2 separate regions of the Urocitellus parryii genome follow, and region 1 is linked to region 2. The links are chromatin contacts, called in public Hi-C maps. All regions are on one chromosome and are shown on one strand. The core of a region is the stretch at or near the end of the contact, and the rest is flanking DNA. Distances in the headings are between cores, read along the strand shown.

The links. Hi-C and Micro-C count contacts between places; a contact is called where the count stands out from the background.
Region 1: a contact with region 2 is called in a Hi-C map of muscle, with 4 times the contacts expected there. The contact joins the promoter of Clcn3 here to the promoter of Mfap3l in region 2. A contact is called at or near these places in 2 of 2 Hi-C or Micro-C datasets (liver and muscle).

What each region holds. Positions count from the first base shown.
Region 1 is chr14:41,419,707-41,426,314 of mUroPar1.hap1, reverse strand. It overlaps Clcn3 (chloride voltage-gated channel 3), which reads left to right and starts at 3,889. Exons shown (of 15, transcript XR_003300881.2): 1 at 3,889-4,420.
Region 2 is chr14:41,098,392-41,104,567 of mUroPar1.hap1, reverse strand. It overlaps Mfap3l (microfibril associated protein 3 like), which reads right to left and starts at 4,840. Exons shown (of 3, transcript XM_026389737.2): 1 at 4,670-4,840.

The sequences.
Region 1 (6,608 bases), core at 2,640-5,139, 320 kb before region 2:
CTATGAAGAAGAGCATGAAGTGCGAGTGTCCAAACCTGGCTTGAAGGTGTAAACCATGTGGCTGAGCTGAGGTTATAGACACTCATTGGTCCCCAAGTCAGCAGTGGGGTGCTTCTGGGTCGGCCATTAAGCAAAGACGCCTTTCCTCAAGCAAGTAGTGTTAAGGTGCTCAGTTGTGATGGGAAGCAAAGTAGTATTTCGGAGGACAGAGTAGAAGCTGGCAGGTGATTGCACTTAGCCTTGGCAGCTCTATGTTCTAAGCGTATACTCTCATATAACCTCTGGCTTTGAACTCTGCTGCATGTGGTGGTTGTATAGTGGACTTACCCAGTCACTGCTCTTGAAAGTGTTTCTGCCCTCAAGACCTCACAGTTTCTGATTTTAGATTCTGTGAAAAACTGACACATGGGCTGGGCTGGCAATAGGTTTAGCACAGTGAAGAGTGGGTTTTCTTAAGATCTTACTAGTATACCTAAGGTTTCTAGAGGGACTAGTGAACTGGTGCTTATTTACAAATAAAATAATATGCTAATTGTGTTAAAGCAGTACCCAGGAACATGAAAACAAAACAAAAAACAACAAAAAAAGTTGGTTCTTGAGTTTCTTGCTTTCTGGGTCACCTGCAAGGGCTCACAGTGAGGAGAGTTAGCTAGCTGGAGAGGGTGATCATACTATATTTCTAGTAAGAATAAAATGAAATGCTGAATCTTTACCTGTGCAGAACATGAGAAAGGAATCACTTTGTGAGAATGTTTTGAATATGTGAATCTCCACCTGAGGAGGCTCAGGAAGGATTTTATAGAAAAGAATCACATGGAACTGGAAAACTGTTTGCCATGTCAAAGGCCTCCAATATAAACAGGAATGCAAAGCTATTCTACATACCTTGATATTATCTTTGTGAAAAAGACAAAGGACAAGAAAAGAAAAGATCATTATTCAACTATTTCCCTGGGGCTGGTAGAATCTGGAGACAAATCTAGATTAGAACTTCGATACTATTTCATTGATAGAGTCTTTTTTGTTTGTTTGTTATTATTTTAACCCGGTCTATGTTGCCCAACTAGCCCCAAACTCCTAGGCTTAAGTGAAAAAGAAGCCAAAAACTTTCAATTTGCCTCTGGGATTACAGGCACATGCCACCTCATTTGGCTATTAAGAGTCTCTTTATCCTTTTTATTCCCTTTTCCAAGTGTATGACACATAAGCAGTAAAAGTTCTTGTTTTGAAACAATTCACAAATATATGAGGCAGATTTATGCCTTGCTTGTTAGTCTCGTTTTCTGTTGAAATTTAAAAAAATGTATTGTTATTAAAGGAAATAATCCCATCTTGTTTTTTCACTTGAAGAAAAGTTCAGAGAAGTTTGACTGGGTCCTATAAGTAAGAATCTAGGAGACACTGAGATATGATTTCCAGTGCTCTTTTGGACTTTTTTTTTTTTTTTTTTTTTGGCCTGTTCTAAGAAATCCAACCCACCATTTCCAGAACAGAATTACTGACAAGAGGGTAAGGTTTAACTCACTTTCCCTCACTGGTCATGTCCACCATTCATTTCTCTCTTTATCTGCTAGGTTACCAGCAACACAACTAAACAAGCTATCCTAGATCTGGTTGAAATTGCTAAACTCTTACTACTATGAGTTAAATCTTTTTCTTCTTTTCCTCTTCCTTGAGGTCTTAAGGATTTGGTTGATTGGGGGGTTGCACATGGGGAGTAATCAGGGAGGAGTAAAGCTAATTTGAATACTGGTTGAGTTTTTCTTATTATTGCTTAAGGTCAGTCCTAACAACAACAACAACAACAACAGCAAAAGCCCCTGTGACTTAAAGTAGAAGAAACTGACTTATTTGGATAATTTATTTTGCTATGTCTTCAAATACTTCCTGTATACTGAGGGCTTATAAAAATATATATTAAAATTGGGCACTGTGGTGCACATCTATAATTCCAGCAACTCAGGAGGCTAGGGCAGGAGAATCATTAAGTTCAAGGCCAGTGGCAGCAATTTAGTGAGACTCTGTCTCCAAATAAAAAATAAAAATGGCAAAGGGCTGGAGATGTAGCTCAGTGCTAGAATTTCCTGGGTTCAATTCCCCAATACCCAAGCCAAATAAAACAGAATTTTTGGGAAGGGGACTTAAGCAAAGATATTTTTTTGAAACTCCCTAAAGGGTTCTGATGCAAAGTGAAGATTGGAACTTCTAGTGTGATGATTCTGTACACCAGAAAGTATGCATTTTAAAACAAGTTCTTAGAGGTGAATAAAGTGTGCATACTATAAATAGTTTTACAGCAAACCAAATATACAAGTAGACTTGTTTTTGTCCACATAAAAGTTACCTTGGGATAATCCACCAGTAGGAACTAACACTACTGTAAAAGAATTCTTTTTCATCTTTATAGAAAGCAGATGATTGACAGACTGACTACTGTCTATTGTAATCAAAATCTAAGTGATTCTTTCCAAAATTAGGCTACATATCTACAATGAGAAAAGAAAACATAAAACATCTGCAACTCTCTTGTGAAAAATTTCACTGTTTAGAAAAATTTTTGCTTGATTTCCCACATTTTCTAAAAAGAAGCTAAGAAATTTACCTAACAATGTTTAAAATGAAAGAAAATTATGCTTCTATAGTATGATGGTTTCACAATTCTACCTTAATATAAGTCATAAAAGCAATCATAAGCAGCTTGACTGCATTGTGAACACACCCACCACCACCGTGGGCACTATGCTAGCTTTGAAGCCCTGGCCATGTTTGAAAATACACAACATCCCCCATTTCCCCACCCCGGCAAAAAGGATGGAAAAAACTCACTTGTTAAAACAGACAAGTTGCTAACCTATGATAAAAATTTGATAGAGAATATGTATGTGAATATAGAAAATTTGTAAAGACTAAGACATACATAATATTAACAAGATACTTCTACAAAAAGCAGCTGGTATTAAGTATTATATTTATATATTCATAAAACATTAATTATAGATAAGCCACTCAACATTCACAGATCTTAATTCTGCCACCCAGCGGTGGTACGCATACTGCTCAAGAAGTGCAAAGCCTGCACCAGCTCACCAAAGTGGCTACACTTTTGTAGCCTAGGCGTTCTTCCCCCTGCAGCTTTTCGCTCTGCATGGGAATATAGCTCCTTGAGCACGAGAAGCTGGCATACTGAATTCTGTGACAGGATATAATTGTAAACAGAAATAATTCAGATTATATATTTCTCCAGAATAATTTTCAAGCGTTAGTTTTGAAAGTGCGTATTGCTAAATTTAGGTTATCAGTTTTCCTCCCATGTATGTTGAGTGCACAATCAGCGACGACGATGTGTAAGGCGAGAGGACACTGGTGCATTACTCTGTCTGCGACCTAGAGGCACAGATATTTGGTACAGGTCTAAATTCCAAGGCCCACATCTCTTGATCTGTTTGAGAACTAGAGCTCGTTGACGGCTGCTCTGGCTTTTCCCTGCTGCGCCCAGGGCTCTCTGGTGTCCCACGCGCTGCTCCCGGGCACTGTGGTCTCTCGCCGGAGTGGAATGCGAGTTTGCAATGACACCAGAGTGAAGCGCATCGGCAGCCTTTTGAAAATGCCTCCCGCTGCAGGCCTCCTCCGGTCCTTTACCGAGGTCACCGCAGGGGCAAGCAAGAATGCGTGAGTGACGGTGAGGTGATCGCTGAGCCAGGGCTTCGCAGCCAGCTCGCCCACTCCTCCTCCTCCCCGCGACCCAGCCCCAGCCCGCCCACTGTTCCCACACCGCCCAATAGGCGCCGACGAAGCTCCGCGAGTGGCCTGAGGAGGAGGTGTAGGGGCGGCTGGACGCTGAACGGCCGTTCACGTCAACGCGTTGACGTCACGCGTCGACGCCGGGGACGTACCTGTGGGGCTCCGGACTCTTGCTGCTTCTCTTCCCCTTCCGTGGGTCAGGGCCTGTCCGGTCCGGAACCTGCAGCTCCTTTCTCACAGTCCTAGTTCGTCTGCGGCCTGGAATCGGGCTGGATGATGAGGAAGGAGGGTGTGGTGGCTTGAAAGCTATTCTGTTTTACCCCTGGATTGGAGCATGGATTCAATTTTCGTCTTTTAAGAGGGGAGTGTGGTTGGAGGTTTTAATTTTAATCTTGGACAGAAGCAGGTTGACTCTAGGGCCTTGCAAAGCAAGAGGATTTAACTTAATGCTGCTCCCGTGTTTGAAGGAGGACAAAAAAAAGTCCCACCTGGCAAAATTTACGTAATCTCTTCAGTACAAAACACCAGGTACCTTTTAAATCGCGATAGCGATTTCATTGTGTCAGGTTTCTGCAGGTGAAGCTCCCTGGGTAGCTAGGTTTTAGGTTTGAAACAGATGCAGAATCCAAAGGCAGCCCAAAACACAGCCACCGATTTTGCTATGCCTCTGAGCTGCGAGGTGAGTTGAATTGTACCAGCGAAGATTCGTTAGCTGTCATGTTCACGGATTTGGGGTCAACTGTGAGGCTAGGACTCTCATGATGGTTTATTTTACAACAGATATACCTAAGTGATGTTAAACTCATCCTGGTTACGGATGTACCCTCATTCATACTTGAAATTTCACCCTTTTTCTTCAGGACGTCGAAGAACTTGAATAGAATGGAAGTATGACCCAAGAAAATATTAATTTTGAACTTAGTGGATTTTACTTTCGCTAAATTTGCCCAAATTTAAGCATTATATTCAGTTTTTCTATTTTAGATTTATTTGTGTATATAAAAACATGTGTGTGTGTGTGTGTGTGTGTGTATGTGTGTATATGTGTGTTTTGATGTTAAAACTTGTTGAACCACAGAAGCCAATGCCATGTGGTTCTGTGGTATTCTTTATTTGTATGCCATTTTAAAACTGTGGAGCACATAGAAAATAATTACATATACATGATGCATATCAAAAGCTGACATTTGTTTTCCTTTGAAAAGAAATTCCTGTTTATAACTGAAGCAGTAGTGACCATGTATAAACACATATATGAGATTCAGAAGTTCACTTCTACAAGCAAACTTTTTGAGCCATGCAGCTCAGTTCCTGCAGCATCATTGTGGCTTATATAATTGTTTGTTGACTTGAATGCTTTTCCTTTTATGCATAAAGAATTAATTTAGAAGTTTATTTTCTAGATGATGAAGTCAGTATGGAAATAATTTAACTGTCAGTTCTACATACCTTTTTAAGTCGCTACAATATAATAGTATTTGTTTAGTTCAAGAGTACGTATGGGAGTTTAAATGCTTGTGTGTGTCTTGTTGACTTTCATCTTAAAAGGTGCTACTGCTGCTACTATTATAGGAGTATGGCTTAAAAACCATGTGTGTGACCTATAGATAGGTATTTTCTTAAATTGAATATACTTATATGACCTTTGGTTATTAGACACAGTTACTGTTGGCAGAATCTATTAAAGTTTGCATTCCTCTTCCACCTCTTCCTCCCTATATCCTATCTAAAAGACTGATTATTTACTTGAACTATGGGTCAAATTATTTGAAGAGGTCACTATGAATGTATTGTATTTATCTTTATGTGAAAATTGTGCTTTAATGTGTGTTAATCATATATAACTCATTAGGAATAAAAATATTTAACTCATTTTGGATACATACAGTTCAAGGGAACAGATTTGTTGAGGTTTTGGGTTTATGTTAGAAAATTGGCAATTGTCCAGGTCATGTTGGTGATAGGCTTTCCATTTCCTGTTGTGACATGTTGGGAATAATTTTCAGACCACTCAGGAAGCCAGATTTGATCTCTGTGGTGGGTCATATATCAAAGCAGTATCCTGTGGGGTTTGGCAACTATCACTGCTTTGTAGAACCTCCAGCTTAGTTTGTAGTCAGACTTGTCAGCAGGCATCTCAAATATATAATATAATACAATATAATAAGTATTAATAATTGAGCATGTTCTATGGTTCAGGCTCTTTTCGAAGTGTTTTTGTGGGTTATCTCAATTTTTACACCAAAGCCAAGAATGATGTAGGTGCTTTTCACTATCCCCATTTTACAGATGTTGGAAACTGAGGCACCAAGGATTTAATTAACTTGCCCAAGGCCCCACAATAATAAATCAGGATTGAGACTGAAGCTCAGCAGTATGATTTCAGAACTCACTGTACTCTACAGCAGGAACGACTGCATTGTACTGCAGTTTCTGCTGGTCAAAATTTCAGAGAAGAAGAATGAGAGACATGACAGAATAGGGCCATTTATTTTTATTTATTAAGGAAAAGACATTGTAGAAAATAGTGGTTTTAAAAGAAAAACACTCTGCTTTCCTTTTGAGTTTGACCTACTACTTTAATAAACTCTTTTGTGAGCTGGGTATGATGGTGCATGCCTATAATCCTAGCTATTCAGGAAACTGAAACAGGATAGTCTTAAGTTCCAGGTCAGCCTGGGCAACTTAATAAACCCTGTCTCAAAAATTAAAAAGGTCTGAAGATGTAGCTCAGTGGTAGAATGTTCCTAGATTCAGCTCCCAGTACCACAAAAAAGAAAAAAAATGACCCCCCCCCCCCGTTTTTTGTATTTTTTAATGTGCACATTCACATCTGTACATAAACGTTATACCTATGATAATTTTGA
Region 2 (6,176 bases), core at 3,591-6,090:
ATTGAATGTGTATGTTTCAGAAGAATGACGAAATTTCCAATATTTAAGTTTGGAAATTAGATGATCTAGTATTTAAAGCTGCCACCCATCCCCACCAAACACAGAGCCCAAGGCAAACAGGGCTAATTAACTGTGGTGTTCTCCCAGCTGAGCAGAGGCAAGCCTGTGACTACCTAGTAGCTATTACCAACTGGTCAGAGTGGGCCTGTGTGAAATCTCATCATTTTCAAGTTAATTATGTTAAATTTGAGCTTTCACAGCTCCCTGCTCATGTGGCAATGGATGTAGACATCAGGACAGATGACTATGGCCAGGATGACAATGAGCCAAAACAAAGTATTGAGGACCCTCTAACTGACAAGCTCCAATAACTCACTCTGAATTGAAAAATCCTAAATTCAACCATTCTAAATCAGGGGCCATTTGTGGTTGAAATATGATTTGGTCCTTCTGTTTTAATTTTATGCCTTTCTTCTATTAGGAATTGTGAATTAAAAGTCTTCTTAAAACTTTTAATTACACACACACACACACACACACACACACACTCCCACACATCATTTCAGATCATCTCAAAGATGTGAATTATAATAGGCTGGTTCCAGATCTCTATTTGCCACTGACTACCTCTGGTTAGGCTCCCCTTACCAGACTGCCTGTGAAATTTGGAGTTTTGCCATACATTCTTTTTTAGAAAAACAAATCTGGCAGCAGCCTGTCCATTTTGCATTGCTATTTAAAAATCCTTCGTGGGTTTGTCATTATTTACGTATAATGGGATAAAATGCAAACTCACATACATGAGGTTGAGTTCATCACAACAAAAGGACTACTTTACTCCTCTCATACTGCCCCTGCCCCTTACTTCATTATTTCCAAATCTTTCTTTGTATATGGTTGTGTTTGCTTTCTTTGGAAAATACCACGAATTTAGTGACTTAAAATGACACTAATTTATGATCTTGCAGTTATGAGGCTTAGAAGTTTAACATGTGTCTTTTTTTAAAAAAAAAATTGGTTCTTTTTGTTATATATGACAGTAGACTCATTTTGACAAAATTACAAAAGCATGGAATATATCTTGTTCGAATTTAGTCTCTAGTACCTCTCCTTCCCCTTCCTTCCCTCACCCCCTGCTCCCTGCTCTCTACTGATCTGCCTTTTACCCATAGTTATTTTTCTAATTAATTTCTTGTGGATGTACATGATAGAGAGATTCACCATGGTGTATTCATATATGTACATAGGAAAGTTCGGTCAAGTTCATTCCACTGTCTTCCCCCTCCCCTGCTTCCTTTCATTCCCTATTGTCAAGTCTTAATGGGCTAAAATCAAGGATTGGTAAGGTAAGGATCCTCGTCCTGGTCTTCGCCAGCTCCTAGAGGCGGCCCTCATTCTTTATTTTGCAGCCCCTTCTCATCTTCAAAGCCAGTGATGGAGAATCTTTCCCACGTGGCAGTACTGACACTAGCTTCTGCTTCCCTCCTTCACTAAGGACACTTCTGATTACAGTAGGCCCAGCTGGATGATCCAGAATAACCTTCCCATCCTGAGATCCTTTACCATATCTGCACACTCTCAGAGTGGACATCCCGGGGAGTCATTTTTCTGCCTGCCTTAACTGTGTTCCTTCTGCCCAGAGGATCCACTTCTGTGCTTGAAGACGCTGACCCCGTCCTCAGGCATTCCTTAAGATCCTGTGGAAATGTAACCACTTCTATGAGGCCCTCTCCTCTCCTCCTTCTCTCTCAGGCCTGCATGCATGCACAGACTGAAGCACTGGTACTGTAATTTATTTGTCCTCAAGCATATCACTGAATCAGATCATGAGTCATCGAGTCTTACTCATTTTGCAGCCTCAGAGGCCTAACTATAAAAGTTTGTGGAGAAGAAAAATTAACGTGATATTTTAATGGGTAAAGAACTTCAGTGGAGGTAGAGGCAAGACCAATAAAATATCTGCAGAACTTCTGTTAGGGAGTATGACTTACAAACTACTTCTGACAGCTCTGAATTGCTTATTATCACATAATCAATCAAACCCCTAAATATTTAAACCATTCCAGAGAGGTATTACAGCAAACTTAAAAATCAACCATTTGCATTCAAGTCTATTTCTAACTTTAATGTGATTTGCTGTGGATTACAAAATATTGTAGAAGTTTTAAGTGTCCCCCTGGATTTGGCTAGAAAAGGTAACTTGCACCCCAAGTGCTAGGTCAAATGACAAGTCAGAGAAGTGATATCATATACAAGATTTCTGAATTAAGAATCAAAAACAAAACACTGCCTAACAAATCTCACTGGGCTGGTCAGAGGATAAAAATAATTTGGCTACAATATGTATTTAACATTTCAGTATCTGGAAGTTCTTACACAAAAATTACTAAAAATCCAAATTAAGCAAAATTTAAGTAGCCTCAAATACATAAATTGCAAGCCAAAGAAGCAGTTCAATAAATTAAGGACAAAAGATCTATTCTAAAAGTCAATGGTTTGCTATGAAAGCATATTAACACCAAATAATACAGAAATCCAAACACATGGAAGTCACCTAAAAATGAGGTGCCTAGCAATTGAACTTTAAAACCCAACAGTTAAGTACAAAGAAGAAGAGATTATTACCCCTCTTTTAACTTGAACACAAAGTTTGCTTTGTTATTTTGTCTTCATTAGCAATAATTAAAGCTCTCTTTAACCTAACTCTTGTTCATTTTATTAGTATTATGTTAGGACACATGGATTTTTTGAAGCCAAGGGTAGTATGTAAATTAGCTTTTGGTTAGACTTAATTTTTTTTTCCCCTTAGCACTGAGAAAATACTTAGGATTTTTAGATACAGTAGTGGGCCTATGGATCTGTATTAAACTTCACATTCCTAAAAGGTAAATTAGGTTCAGCTGATTCCTACAGATCAGGAGGAGCATAAGGCTAAGGGGAGACTCTCCCTACCTCCACTTGGGAATTCAGACTGATGTACAGGGTACATTACATCATAGCAGATTTTAACCTTGGTGCATTTTCATAGAAAAGGGAAGCAGAATTATTCAATATTTCTGTTGGGGTTTTCTAAGTTTTTCTACAGAAGCAGCAGGAAGTACATTTAGGAATAATCTACATCACTTGGCTAAAGGGGAGAACCCATGGTCTAGTCTGTGCAAATGGTGATCATTTTGCTACTCTTGTCCAGGCATTCAAGGTCTTTCCTGCTATTACATCTCATTTATGTATAAATATAACATACAGCCAACTTGGAGACATTACCTGGAATCAGAGTCCGAGTCATCTCAAGATTATAAACAAGAACCCACCTTAAAGGCTATTTACAGCTCAATGAAATGTCAATGCATTTTAAAGGTCTATTAAGGCTGTGAACAAGAAATTTGTAATAGGCTTAATAAATAAACAACTGAACCACTAAGTAGTACTTAGGGAAACAGGCTTGAGCATTTAGGTTTAGGCAGAGGTAAAACTAGTTCTCAGTAGGACAAAGACTGTTTACCTTGCTCTGGTTAGAACCAACAGGGCTAATAGTGAGGGTTTTAGGAAGAACCAACTGTAGAAGCCCCAGTGGGGTCTACAAATTGCATTTTCTGTATTAGTAAAACGTCAAAACTATATTGTTCTAACTTACTCTCTCCTGAAAAGAAATCTTTTCCCATCTTGTATTTCATCTTGAACAATTTTACTATGTTTAGCATAGTAGTAACTGGGAAAAATGTGTTTCATCTAGAAACAAACGTGAGAAAACTTCAAAAAACATTACACTTCTGCAGTGCTAGGTTTCCAAGTTTTTCATATAATGCCAAGATAAGGCAAAATAAAGACTGCTACAGTAACCAAACTTAACAAGTGTCTTTAAAAACAATGACACTGAACTGTAATAGATTATTTTCTACAACGTGAACAGATAATGGATCTGCATTCTTCTTTTGTTTTTCATGCTAATTTGCTTTATAAACCTCCCGACTTTCAAGCATAATATTTTTTAGAGGAGGCAGGTTAATGCTCACGTTCACAATAAATCAGTTTGGCAAATATTTAGTTTTTTAAGCCAACGAAGCACGTTTCCCCACTCTAGGCCATGAAGCAGTTCGATGTCAACTTGCTGTGGTGTCAAATGCGACAAACTCTGAGAGCTCCAGTCGCGAGGCGGCGGCAAGCTGCACGGTTTCCCGCACTCCTGCAGCACCAGGACGCTGCGCCCTCTCGGCCCCTAAAGCACAATCCGCACGCACCACCTTCAGTGCCACAGCCAGTACACTCTCCTCCCTGTGCGGGGTAAACTGAGGCACCGTGAACCGAGTGATGCAGAACCCGATGAGGTCCCCCGTTTCTGCTCGGCGTCCACTTGCCCCAGGAGACCTGGGCAGCGCACAGTGGACAACGCGTTCCCTGCCCTCAGAAGGTTACAGCAGAAGCCTAGGAGAGGCTGTTCCCAGCCCGCCAGCCCCCGCCCCGAACAGATCTCGAGCATCCTGAGACCCTCAGTAGCCGGCTGCTGGGACCTCGCTGCGCCTTTAGGGAGCGAGCAGTGTCCGCCTCCGGCTGTGCCAGACCAGGCGCCCGAAAGTTCCGCAGCTCGGGAGACTGCTCGGCCGCTGACCCGATGCGGGGCTCCCTCCCACCCGTACCCCACCGCTCCAGCGCTCTGGGTGCTCCCGCTAACCTGACACCGCTGCGCCACTCAGGTGGTAGCCGTGCACCCCTCGCCATGGCCAGCTGGAAAGCTGCCGCAGCGCCGCGCTCTGAGCCCGATGCCTGGAGGTGCCTAGTGCGGTCAAGCCGCCTCCGCCGGCGCCTCGCAGCTACGCGGGCTGCGCCACTGGCGACCAGGAGTGCGGAGCTTACCAACTACAGGAGCCGGAGCCGGCCGGTGCCGAGCATGCCCAGTGCGACTAGCCGGGCGGCGTGGAGGCGCGGGGCTGCGCGGGGTGTCGCCGCCGGGTTTTCGCGGCAGCCGCGGCCGGGGGCGGGGGCGGGGCGCGGGGCGAGCCAGTGGGAACCGCGGCATCCACCCGCAGAGGACCACGGAGTGGCTGCCGTGAGCCCCGGAGTCCCTGATTCAGCGAGCGCAGCCTCTGGGCGGGGCTCAGTGGCCCCCGGGGCTCCGCACCAGCACGCCTAGGGTTATTTAACCAGCGGAGGGCACTTATTTTAGGCGCTGTCGTGCTTGGGCAGCGTGACTGGAAATTTTCGGGGGGCAGGGCGCCACCTGGGCTTCCACCGCAACTTTTTTGAGCGTCGCACTCACTGGTGTTCAAGGACATCCCGGAAAAGGCTAAGATTCTTAGAGTGGCATGGTGGACGCTAATGGAAGAGGCTGTTCAACCAACACACTCCCAAACCTAGCCAAGTCCGTCCAGCCACCTTGCAATCAGAAGCTTCTCAGGCCTTCCCGGCTGTGCGCTGTCAATTAATGAACGCTATTTAAAGCAAAGCCTGCACACGGAAGAGGCTGTCAGAAAACACGGCAGACATCCACTGGTGACTGCTGAGAGTTGGGGTTCCGAGGATTTTTTATTTTTATTTTTTTCATTTTCTTATTTCTATTTGTGGTTTCTGTATCTTCTCAAAAGAACATTTTTTTTAAAGGCAGAATAATTCTAAAATTGTTTTTTTTTTTTTACACATCTATATAAGTTTCTCGCTTGTACGATCCTGCAACGTTGGTGACTTTATTTTTATTTTTTTAAAGACGTGAGAGAGCAAGTGAATTTGGGGGCGAGGACCAGGCTCCTCCTTCCCGGCTCTTCTTTGCCGGCCTCTTGGTCACGCCCCAAACCGGCCCTTTTACTCCAGCGCCTCCCTCTTGGCGGTAGGTTGCTGTGAAAATGCGGAGAGGTGGATTTTGCAAACTAAAGCGTATGATGGCTTCTGCAGCCAGACTGGGTAGGTTCTGCCGTCAGGTCAGGGATTGCTGTCAAAAAGAGATGAGGCTTTAAACAATTCGGTTTCTCTCTTTCTCTCTGTCCTTGGCAAACTAAACCCACGCACGCCGGAGCTCACACCTGCAGAAGTGGGTCGGGATTCAACTGAGCATGCTCCGGGCAGTGCCAAAGTGCCGCACTCGGCTGCCTCTGCTTGTCCAAGGGTGATGTAGTACATTGAAGCTCAGGCGGTGGGAAGCAGAGCTTTAAAGATTTGTAATGCGTCGGCACGTGGACAGGTCACCC